Regions from separate parts of the Sus scrofa genome. Here all the other regions are linked to region 1. The links are chromatin contacts, called in public HiChIP or PLAC-seq maps. All regions are on one chromosome and are shown on one strand. Each heading gives the region's core, a stretch centred on a gene start, on an enhancer-like site or on the middle of the called end of the contact. The rest is flanking DNA. Distances are from core to core; before and after follow the strand shown.

Region 1 (3,165 bases), core at 642-3,141:
AAGGGTGGCTCTGGAGACCTGATGTATCCATTCCTCTCTTCAGGTGAAGCAGCAAATCCTTTTCAGCGGGGGACCTCTGGGTGTGCCCTGGGGAGGAAAGGTGAGGGGCCCTAGGCGTTGGCACAGCTGCCTTGGTGGGGTGGGATGGGGGCAGCATTCGCTCAGGAAAGGTTAGAGGACACGCAGAGCTCTTCCACACCTGGAAAGGGCTCTGGACTGGAAAGGAAGCAAGCCCAGAAGAGGTCCCTGCAAGTGGGGTAAAGGAGGAGAAGAGAGACCAAAAGGTCCCCTGGGGGACAGGCAGGGGGTGTAGCCCCTGGCCTCTTCATTGGTTTGTTGACCAGCATTAACAAAGGGGATGGGGAACAGAGGGAGATCAGCCAGCTGCCAGAGGAGAAAGATCAGGTGCCTTTAGCCAGCCTGTGTCTCCAAACTGTAGTCCACTTGGTTAGAGCCTCCTGGGGCACAGGAGGCAGCCACCCACATGACGGAGGCTCTGAGAGTAGAACTCCTCCAGCTGTTGGGCAGGCTGGGCAGGCCGGGTAGACTGGAATGGGTTCTCATGACCGCTCTGTCTCCTCAACAATCAGTTTCCCTTTTTTCCCTCCCACCACAGCCCCAAATAAAGACAACTCTTTCCCCACTCCCCAGCCCAGGGCCATTGGATCTTCACTCCTGGATGCTGGGGAAAAGTCCACTCTTCTAACCTCACCCTGCAACCACTTCCTAGGCCGAGGATGGGCTTCCTGCCACTTAGGTCTCCTTTCCTGTGACTCGGTACATTTCTTTTCTCACCCTCTTGGCCTCAATCCCTGCCCATTAGTGGGCATGAAGCCAAGGTCACAATAGGCTGGGTTGCTGACAGGAGCCCTGTCCCCTCTCCTGTTTTGGCTCTTGGCTGCCAGAATGGCATGATCTAGCTCCAGTGGCCACTTTTGCTGTTACCCTCTACCATCAGTCTCTGATGAGGGGTGGCGGTATCAGCCCAAAGGACAGACTGGGACAGGGGGAGGAGGTATTTTGTAAGGGGGGGGGGTAGGGCTGGCCAGATGGTGGTGGTGGGACTGGTAGGAAGCTTGTCCTGGGAGGCTCAGGGAGAGGAGCAATCCTTTAAGAGTTCTACTTTTGTAGGTTTGGGGTTTTTGCTTTCCCTGAGGGTGGGACGTGGGAAAAGTAGGAGCATTTGTCTTGGGAGAACCTGGCCCTTTGAGAAGTTGCCATGCCACAGTCTCGGCTTTCAGCTTCCATTCACACCTTGCTGGGTGGCCAGGTCCTTTAAACATGTCCCCCTACACAGCTAGGTCTGTCTGGGCCCCATTGACAGCTCTAGAGGCAGATAGGGAACCATCTTTTAGGGTTCTATTTCCCAGGCATAGGGGCTAGTAGCCCTAATTGTCTTAAAGGCTATCTTCTAGTGAGTGCTTGACTGCCGCGGTCTAGGAAAGGCAAAGCATTATGTATGGTGCAGGAGGAGCCCTTCAGCCACACTCCAAGGCTGCATTTCTGCTCTTGTCTAGGCAGCCGCAGCCCTGGGGGTGCTTTTCTCTGTCAGAGGTGTTTTCCTCCATGTAGCTGGCGACTTGACACTACCCTTTCTGCCGCTCCTCCTTTTACCTCCCAAAGCTCCCCTCCCCTGCCTAAATTGGCAATGAAGCTTTGTTTCAAAGAGGACTCAGTATTTCTCAAGAACCTACTAAGTGCACATCCAGACTTTGCTGAAGGGAAGTCCTTTGCCGGCTCTGGCAATTCAAGGTGGCCAAGATACAGCCCCTTCCCGCACCCCTCAGGGACCTCCCACACCTCCGTGTGACCTCAGCCTGCTGTGCCCACCCACCCCGCTGACCCTGCGAGCGTGCTCAGGCTTGGAAAGGCACGTCTGTGGGTGTGAGACGGAGCCACGGCATTCGGTGACTAGGGGGAAGCCAGGTAAGTGTCCACACTTGGTCCCATCCTGGCTTGGGGACGCGAGGGAGGGAGTCCAGCCTGGGCTGTCAGGCTGCCCGCCCCCTCCTCCCTCGCCCGGAGAGCTCTGGTGTTCCCCGCGGTGATGGAAGAGGGTGTGTGGGTGTCAAGGACTCATAGACCAGGCTCTGCTGTCGGCTGGAAACGGTTGAGGGTTTCACACTCTGCTTATGAGAGAGGTGAATTAGGAGCTGGAGTGGGGGGCGGTAGGTAGGTGAAGGGGAGAAAGAGGGAAAAGAGATGCGGGTGAGGGGTTACCGAGCCAGGACCGACCTTGCTGGAAAGGAAAGGAGACGTGGCAGGCAGGGAAGTCGGAAAGATGAGGCAAGGGCGGGAGGGGCTTCTCAGCAGTCGGGGCCCTTTCGTTGGAGTCTGGGGCCCTTTCTGCAGGAAAGGGGGGTTGTCTGCGCTTGATTTTCGGCTGGTCTTCCCGAAGCTTTGCCTTGGGGGCAGCAGCCGCTGGCGAGCGTGGGGCGTTCCTCGGCCCGCAGTTTTCTCCAGTGGGTGCTGGAGAGGAAAAAGGGGACGAGGGATGAAGAGAGGTGACGGCCAGGGCTGGGGTGAGATTAGATTTCTCGGGGGGGCGGGGGTGGGGTAGCAGCTAGTGGATTGGGGCTCTAGGGTCGGGTCACCATGGGATACGGGCTCCGGCTCTGGAGACGAAGAGAAAATCCGAGAAGCCGGCAAAGAAACCCACCCCCCACTCCACCACCCTTGGCACCGTACCCCTCCCCCCAGGCCCCACCACTCCCCGCACCGCCTCCCCCGGCCGCCTCGTGCTGCCCCCTGCGTTGGGACGACCGACCCACGGTTCTGATTGGTCGGAGACCGGGAGGGGGAGCCGAGGGCCGGATTGGCTGGCGGGGCCAGCGCAGGGCGGGGCGGCTGATTGGCGGAGCTGGCCGAGGGGCGCGCCGCTGATTGGCTAGGGACGAGGAAGCAGGAAGGAGGGCGGCGGAGGCTCCGCTCTCGGGGAGTTTGTGGGGGAACCGCGAGCGGCGTAGCGGATCCCGGAGCCCGGCCCCCGCCGCCCGCCCGTCCGGCTGCCTGCCCCGCCCGTCCGGCTCCCGCCGTCCGCCCGCCTGGGCCAGGCGCGCCCGCCCCCCCGACGGCCCCGCCCGACCGCGGCCCCCGCTCCGCCCGCCCGGCCCCGGCCCCCAGGAGGAGGCGCTGACGCAGCAGCGTGGAGCCCGGGAATTGAGC
Region 2 (3,196 bases), core at 311-2,810, 360 kb after region 1:
ACACTGACATTGAATTTTTTTTTTCCTTTTGGCTATGCCTATGGCATACAGAAATTTCCAGGCCAGGGACTGAACTTACGCCACAGCAGTGACCAAAGCCACATCAGTGACAGTGCTGGATCCTTAACCTACTGCACCACCAGGAAACTCCGAATAATTTCTTTAAAATCTATGTCACTTCTCTGATTAATATATACATCAGCGGGAGTTCCCACTGTGATGTAGTAGGTTAAGGATCTAGCATTGGCTCTGGGCAACACCAGTTTGATCTCCAGCTGGCACCGGGGGTTAAAGATCCAGCATTGCCACAGCTATGGCATGGTTTACAGCTGCAGCTCAGATTCAACTCCAGCCCAGGAACTTCCATATGCTTCAGGTTTGGCCAAAAATAAATAAATAAATATTATATATACACACACACACATTAATGGCTCACAACTGCCTTCTTTAGGAGTTCTCAACTTCAAGGTTCAAACACACTGGTTGGATCTGGTGTGAAATGTCTGCAGTAATTTCTCACTATTAATGAAGCTCTAATTAAAGATTTACAAACGTAGAACACTTAGAATAGTGTCCAGCACATATTATATGGGTGTTAGGAATTATTAACAGTGAAATTGTAAGCCTTATGAGACAGGTATAGCAGATGCATTTGGTGCTCTATGCATGTCCCCATGGCCCACTTCTAATTTCAGCTGTAGCTGTAGGAAACAGTTCTGTGCAGGCTGACAGCAACCCTCCTCAAGGGCCTTATCGGTCCCCTTGCTCTTTTGCCCCAGAGCTTCCTCTTCTCACAAGCTCACTCAGCCTATGAGCAGAGCCACCTAAAAGTACATGGGCATTTGTAGGCATTAATTTCCATCTGATGAATCACCTGCCACCCTTTCCCACATTGCTACAACTACCATGACAATCCAGGGGAAAGTAGTAGAAATCTTAATTGCAGCTTGATCAGTGTCCCACTCTGGCATATTTTTAAAAAATTATTGGAGTTCCCGTCGTGGCGCAGTGGTTAACGAATCTGACTAGGAACCATGAGGTTGCGGGTTTGGTCCCTGCGCTTGCTCAGTGGGTTAACGATCTGGCGTTGCCGTGAGCTGTGGTGTAGGTTGCAGACTCGGCTCAGATCCTGCGTTGCTGTAGCTCTGGCGTAGGCCAGTGGCTACAGCTCCGATTCGACCCCTAGCCTGGGAACCTCCATATGCCGCGGAAGCGGCCCAAAGAAATAGCAAAAAGACAAAAAATAAAAAATAAATAAAAATAAAAATAAATAAAAAATTATTATATACATATTTTTTGCTTTTTATTTTATTTTTTATGCACATGCAGCATATGGAAGTTCCTAGGCTAGGTCGAATCAGAGCTGCAACTGCTGGCCTACACCATAGCAACAGCAATGCAGAATCTAAGCTGCACCTGCTACCTACACCACAGCTCATGGCAACGCCAGATCCATAATCCGCTGAGGGAAGGCAGGGATCAACCCTCATTCTCATGGATACTATTCGGGTTCATAACTTGCTGAGCCACAATGGAAATTTCCTTTTTTAATCTTTTTTTTTTTTTTAGGGCCACACCCATGACATATAGAATTTCCCAGGCTAGGGGTCCATGCCACAGCCTCAGCAACGCCAGATCCAAGCTGCATCTGTGAACTATACCACAGCCCACAGCAACGCCAGATCCTTAAGCCACTGAGCGAGGCCAGGGATCAAACCTGCGTCCTCATGGATGCTAGTTAGATTCGTTTCCGCTAAGGCACCACGGGAACTCCCCTATTTTAATTTTTAATGGCTGCACTCACAGCATATGGAAGTTCCTCCCAGGGCAGCTGCAGCAACGCCAGATCCTTTATCCCATTGTGCCTGGCCTGGAGGCAAACCCGTACCTCCACAGCGACCTGAGCCGCTGCAGTGGCATTCTCAACCCACTGTGCCACAGTGGGAACTCCTCTCGCGCATTTATCAACACCTTCCTGTGGAATTCCAGGCCATTTGCCTTACCCTTCTGATCCTGCTTTTGACCCATTAGAACATGCTGAGAGGACAACACCTGAGCAACTGCTACTTGAAGAGTCAATGGGCTGGGGTGTAAAAGAAAACAGAGATGGCAGAGTCATAGGTCACACTGCCAAGGAGGGGATGAAGAGGGAATGGAGAAGCCTTAAGACCTGTCCTCTCCTAGGCTCTAAGCGAAGTTAAATCAACCTGCTGGAGAGAATGAATGACTCACGTCTGCACAGTGTAGCAGAATCAGAAGCTGACATTGCGCAGGCGCAGTGAGGAAGCAAAGATTGCCCGCCTGGCTGGCTATGCCGCCTCCTTTAGACAAGGGCCACGGGGAGACGTCAGTACCGTACTCCACTCAAAGAACCTCCTTCCTGTGCTCTCTCTTCCTCATGAAGTCCTCAGACCACTAGGAAAGGTCTCGGAACCCGCTTCTGAGGCCGTCGGGCCGACCCCTCGTTGCCAAACACCCAGGGCCGGGTCGAACCTGGAAAGCTGGTGGTGCCAGCCTCGGGAGAGAGGCCAAGACCGGAAGAGTCGCCAGGTCGCTCGGGAACGGCCCTCCTCGCTCCAGTTCTCACCTCTTTGTCCGCCGCCTTCTCCCCGATACCTAGCAGCGCGTACAGATCCATCTGTAAGAGCTCTTTGGTCACCGCCATGGTTCCAATCCTGACTGGATTAGTACTACAACTCCCAGGAGTCTAAGCGTGTCGGGACCGGGGACAGTTGGATCCCAAGCCAGCTGAATGGCGCTTAGCCCCCTGGGAAATGTCGTGATCTGGGCCAGCCAGGCTTGACTGCCTCTGAGAGAAGTTGGCAGGGGTGAAAGAACTACGACTCCCAGCAGCGTCCGCGCACGCCACTACTGCTCTCCCGCAGGGGTGACTGTCGTAATTCCTTGCTCCGAGGCCTTGGCTCTCGCGCGCAAGTGGGCGTGGGGAAGCAGGGGCGGGGCTGGGCGAAGGTCCTAGGGCTTCTGGACCTGACTCACAAGAAATCAACTCTGCAGACCCTGTTACGCCGGGAACCAGGATGGAGAGTAGGTGCTACGGCTGCGCTGTCAAGTTCACCATCTTCAAAAAGGAGGCGAGTCTTCTCTCCCCGGGGGTCTAGAGGGCCAAGGAGGACGCAGAGAGGAGGGAAATGCATAGGACTTGCATTCTTGGTTTTACGGAAAATTTCCACCTGTC
Region 3 (2,863 bases), core at 242-2,741, 370 kb before region 1:
GGTTGGGTTAAGGATCCAGTGTTGCCGTGAGCTGTGATGTAGGTCACAGACATGGCTCAGATCTGGTGTTGCTGTGGCTGTGGCAGTAGGCCAGCTGCTACAGCTCCAATTCGACCCCTAGCCTGGGAACCTCCATATGCCACGGGTGTGGCCCTAAAAAGCAAAAAAAAGCATCATTTGGTACCAAGAAACTGTTCATTGAAGGCAGGAACAGTACAGGAACAAGGAATCAAATATGTCAACTGCTCCTTACATTGATACTATAAGGACCAATACGCTAATTTTACTCTGACAAGCGTTTGACTTTTACTTTCTTCATTTTAATTTTGCTCTTGAGTTTTCTACTACTAAGGTAATAAAAGAAGACCCTGATTCCAAAACAGGTGGGGAGCTACAAACTAGGCTTTATTTAATAGTTTAAAACAAAAAACAACAAAAAACCTGGTTCTGATAACCCTAACTTAAGTTCAAGTCTTTAACCTACAAAATCAGGAGTGTTAGGAATCCAACTCACCACAGTGCTGATCTTCTTTTTCCCATCAGTAGCTCTTAATAGACACTTGTTGTCCGCGGGCTCAAATCCCTCCACAGAACCTTTCCTTGGAATGGGTTTAGTTCGACCATCATCTGCGTGAAAAATGTATCCTGGTAAACACAGCCACAACGTTGTTAACAGACAAAAAGCTAATAAGTAGGGAAGGGATACAAAAGATAACCTAATCCCCCTCCAGTGATCTAGTCCTGTTAACTACGTATCTGCCATCACTCTCGGCATTGCTACCTTGAGAATCTATGTGCTACTTCCACGATGGGAACACTGTAATATCAAAGCAGATTAAATCTCACTAACTGTAGAGGAGTTTTGGGATCCTTGACAAAAAGGCCTGAAATGCTTGGACTCACTGGGACAGCCTCACTCAGGTGACTAAGTGCTGGGGACCGCATCAGCCACAATCCCTAATACTCCGGCCCGTCAGCTCTGGATGTGCCCAGCACAAGGTTGGGGGGAAGGCAGGGATGCACGGCAGACAGATTCCGTCTGTGGCTCCCAGTAATTGGGCCCCCGGACCAGGGAAACGCTCGGCCTTCTAGCTCCTTCCCGGCCTTGCTCCGTCCATAGCTTCTTACATTTCTTCAGGGTGATGAAGACGCTGCCCGACAACCGGCACTTCTGGAAGAGCCTCGTCAGCTCCGTCAGGAACTGGAACACAACAAGCCCGGCCCCGTTAGGCCCAAACCCCCTTCTCGCATGGCCAAGTCCCAGAACCTCCCACCAACGGAAACAGGTCCCAAGTAAGCCCCGAACCGCATCGGCCCCTCGGCCCCTAGACCAGCCAGCTCTCGCCATACCTGCTCACTCTCCAGTAGCACCATACCGGCACTGCGGGCTCCGCTCAGTCAGCACAAGCCCCAAGCAGTCGGAACCGGAAGTTCCACCCTGGCTGGGCGGGACTTCCGCTATTTTTCTGCTCTCTTCTACCCAATCCCTGCTTCCACCTTTTCCCCGCCTCACCCACCCCGCGCCTGCGCTCTGAGACGCCCCCGCTTGTCCTTTGGAAGCTCGCGGGCTGTGCGGGATTTCACACAAGCAGTGGGAGGGAGAGCGAGGGCGTGGGAAAGGTTCGAGGGAAACCTAGTTGTGTACGTTCAACTGTATGTTGGTCGAGTTTACCTGACAATTTGATGCTTCAATTTCCTCACCTTATAATAGTAACCACCTTTTAGTTGGTTGTGAAGAGTAAATGAACTCCTATTAAATCCCTCCAACAGTGCCTGAGGCATAGAATGTTTGCACCGTTAGCTGTTTCATTAGAATAAATTCCTTGGCGGTCCACTGAACTCTCCTTCTCTGACCAGGCTGGGCGGCCCCAGCTCTAGCAAGACTGCTACCATCCCGGGGTTCTTGTAAGGGCAGGTCCAGGGGTGGAGGTTGGGCCAGAGGAGTAGCTTTGGTGGTGGTGTGCAGAGGGCATGCCTAATACTTTGCTTTTGTGCTTTTTTGGGCGAGGGATGTCTTTTTGTCTTTTTAGGGCCGCACCCGAGGCATGTGGAGGTTCCCAGGCTAGGAGTCTAATCGGAGCTACACTACAGCCACAGTAACTTGGGAGCCGAGCTCCTCTGTGACCTACACCACAGCTCATGCCAACGCCAGATCTTCAACCCACTGAGCAAGGCCAGGGATCGAACCCTTATCCTCATGGATCCTAGTTGGGTTCATTAACCACTGAGCTACGGGGGGAACTCCCGCTTTTGCTTCCAACACCCTGCTTTTGCTTTTAGCTCTTCAGAAGTGGCAGTTGGGTTTTTAGACTTTTCGTATCTTCCTGCCCATAATTTGCCCCAAACGGCCGATATTTTTAGTGCCTTATAGTTTCTTTGTATTCTCCTGCTGGAGGACATGTTTGTCTAGGTGCAAGCATTGCAGCCGCTACAGCAAAGGGTCCCAGGTTCCTGCCTGTCTCAAGAGCGCCTGGAGCCATATCTTAGTTCACCTCTGGGCTCAGTGAGGAAACCTGGGGTCTAGGCCCTGCTCTGCCAGTAGTCAGCTTGAACCCTTAGACCTTGGTAAAGGCAAGCTGAACTCATGCAACCGGGTTTTCACTGAGGGTATCTCAGCCTGTGCCAGGGAGTTAGGGCTATAGCAGGACATAGGACAAATTTCTTGGGTTAAAGAAATAAGGAGGAAATAATAAGAAGTATAGCTTCAGATAATGAGTGCTGTGAAGATAACTAAAGGGGATGATACAAATAAGAGTGACAAGGGGACAACTTTAGGTTGGGGGTCAGAGAAATCCCACTGAGGAGAACTCTGAGCTGAAAGCTAAAAGGACCAGCCATTCAAAAAGATCAGGGGACAGAGTGT

Evidence for each region. HiChIP or PLAC-seq counts read pairs in DNA pulled down with a chosen protein or histone mark.
Region 2: a contact with region 1 is called in an H3K27ac HiChIP or PLAC-seq map of alveolar macrophages. The contact joins the promoter of ZFYVE19 here to the promoter of BAHD1 in region 1. A contact is called at or near these places in 1 of 5 promoter capture datasets (liver) and 1 of 2 datasets of contacts at active chromatin or transcription factors (alveolar macrophages).
Region 3: a contact with region 1 is called in an H3K27ac HiChIP or PLAC-seq map of alveolar macrophages. The contact joins the promoter of SRP14 here to the promoter of BAHD1 in region 1. A contact is called at or near these places in 1 of 47 Hi-C or Micro-C datasets (omental adipose tissue) and 1 of 2 datasets of contacts at active chromatin or transcription factors (alveolar macrophages).

Annotation. Positions count from the first base shown.
Region 1 is chr1:130,873,461-130,876,625 of Sscrofa11.1, reverse strand. BAHD1 (bromo adjacent homology domain-containing 1 protein) reads left to right here and starts at 1,891. Exons shown (of 7, transcript XM_021097680.1): 1 at 1,891-1,926. It overlaps LOC106509023 (a long non-coding RNA gene), which reads right to left and starts at 2,767. Exons shown (of 3, transcript XR_002345437.1): 1 at 2,720-2,767; 2 at 2,236-2,469; 3 at 1-87.
Region 2 is chr1:130,516,307-130,519,502 of Sscrofa11.1, reverse strand. It overlaps ZFYVE19 (abscission/NoCut checkpoint regulator), which reads left to right and starts at 1,560. Exons shown (of 12, transcript XM_001929402.5): 1 at 1,560-2,640; 2 at 3,016-3,092. The coding sequence starts at 3,039. DNAJC17 (dnaJ homolog subfamily C member 17) reads right to left here and starts at 2,778. Exons shown (of 11, transcript XM_001929383.4): 1 at 2,588-2,778. The coding sequence starts at 2,665.
Region 3 is chr1:131,240,189-131,243,051 of Sscrofa11.1, reverse strand. It overlaps SRP14 (signal recognition particle 14 kDa protein), which reads right to left and starts at 1,491. Exons shown (of 5, transcript XM_003121602.6): 1 at 1,351-1,491; 2 at 1,129-1,201; 3 at 515-627. The coding sequence starts at 1,374.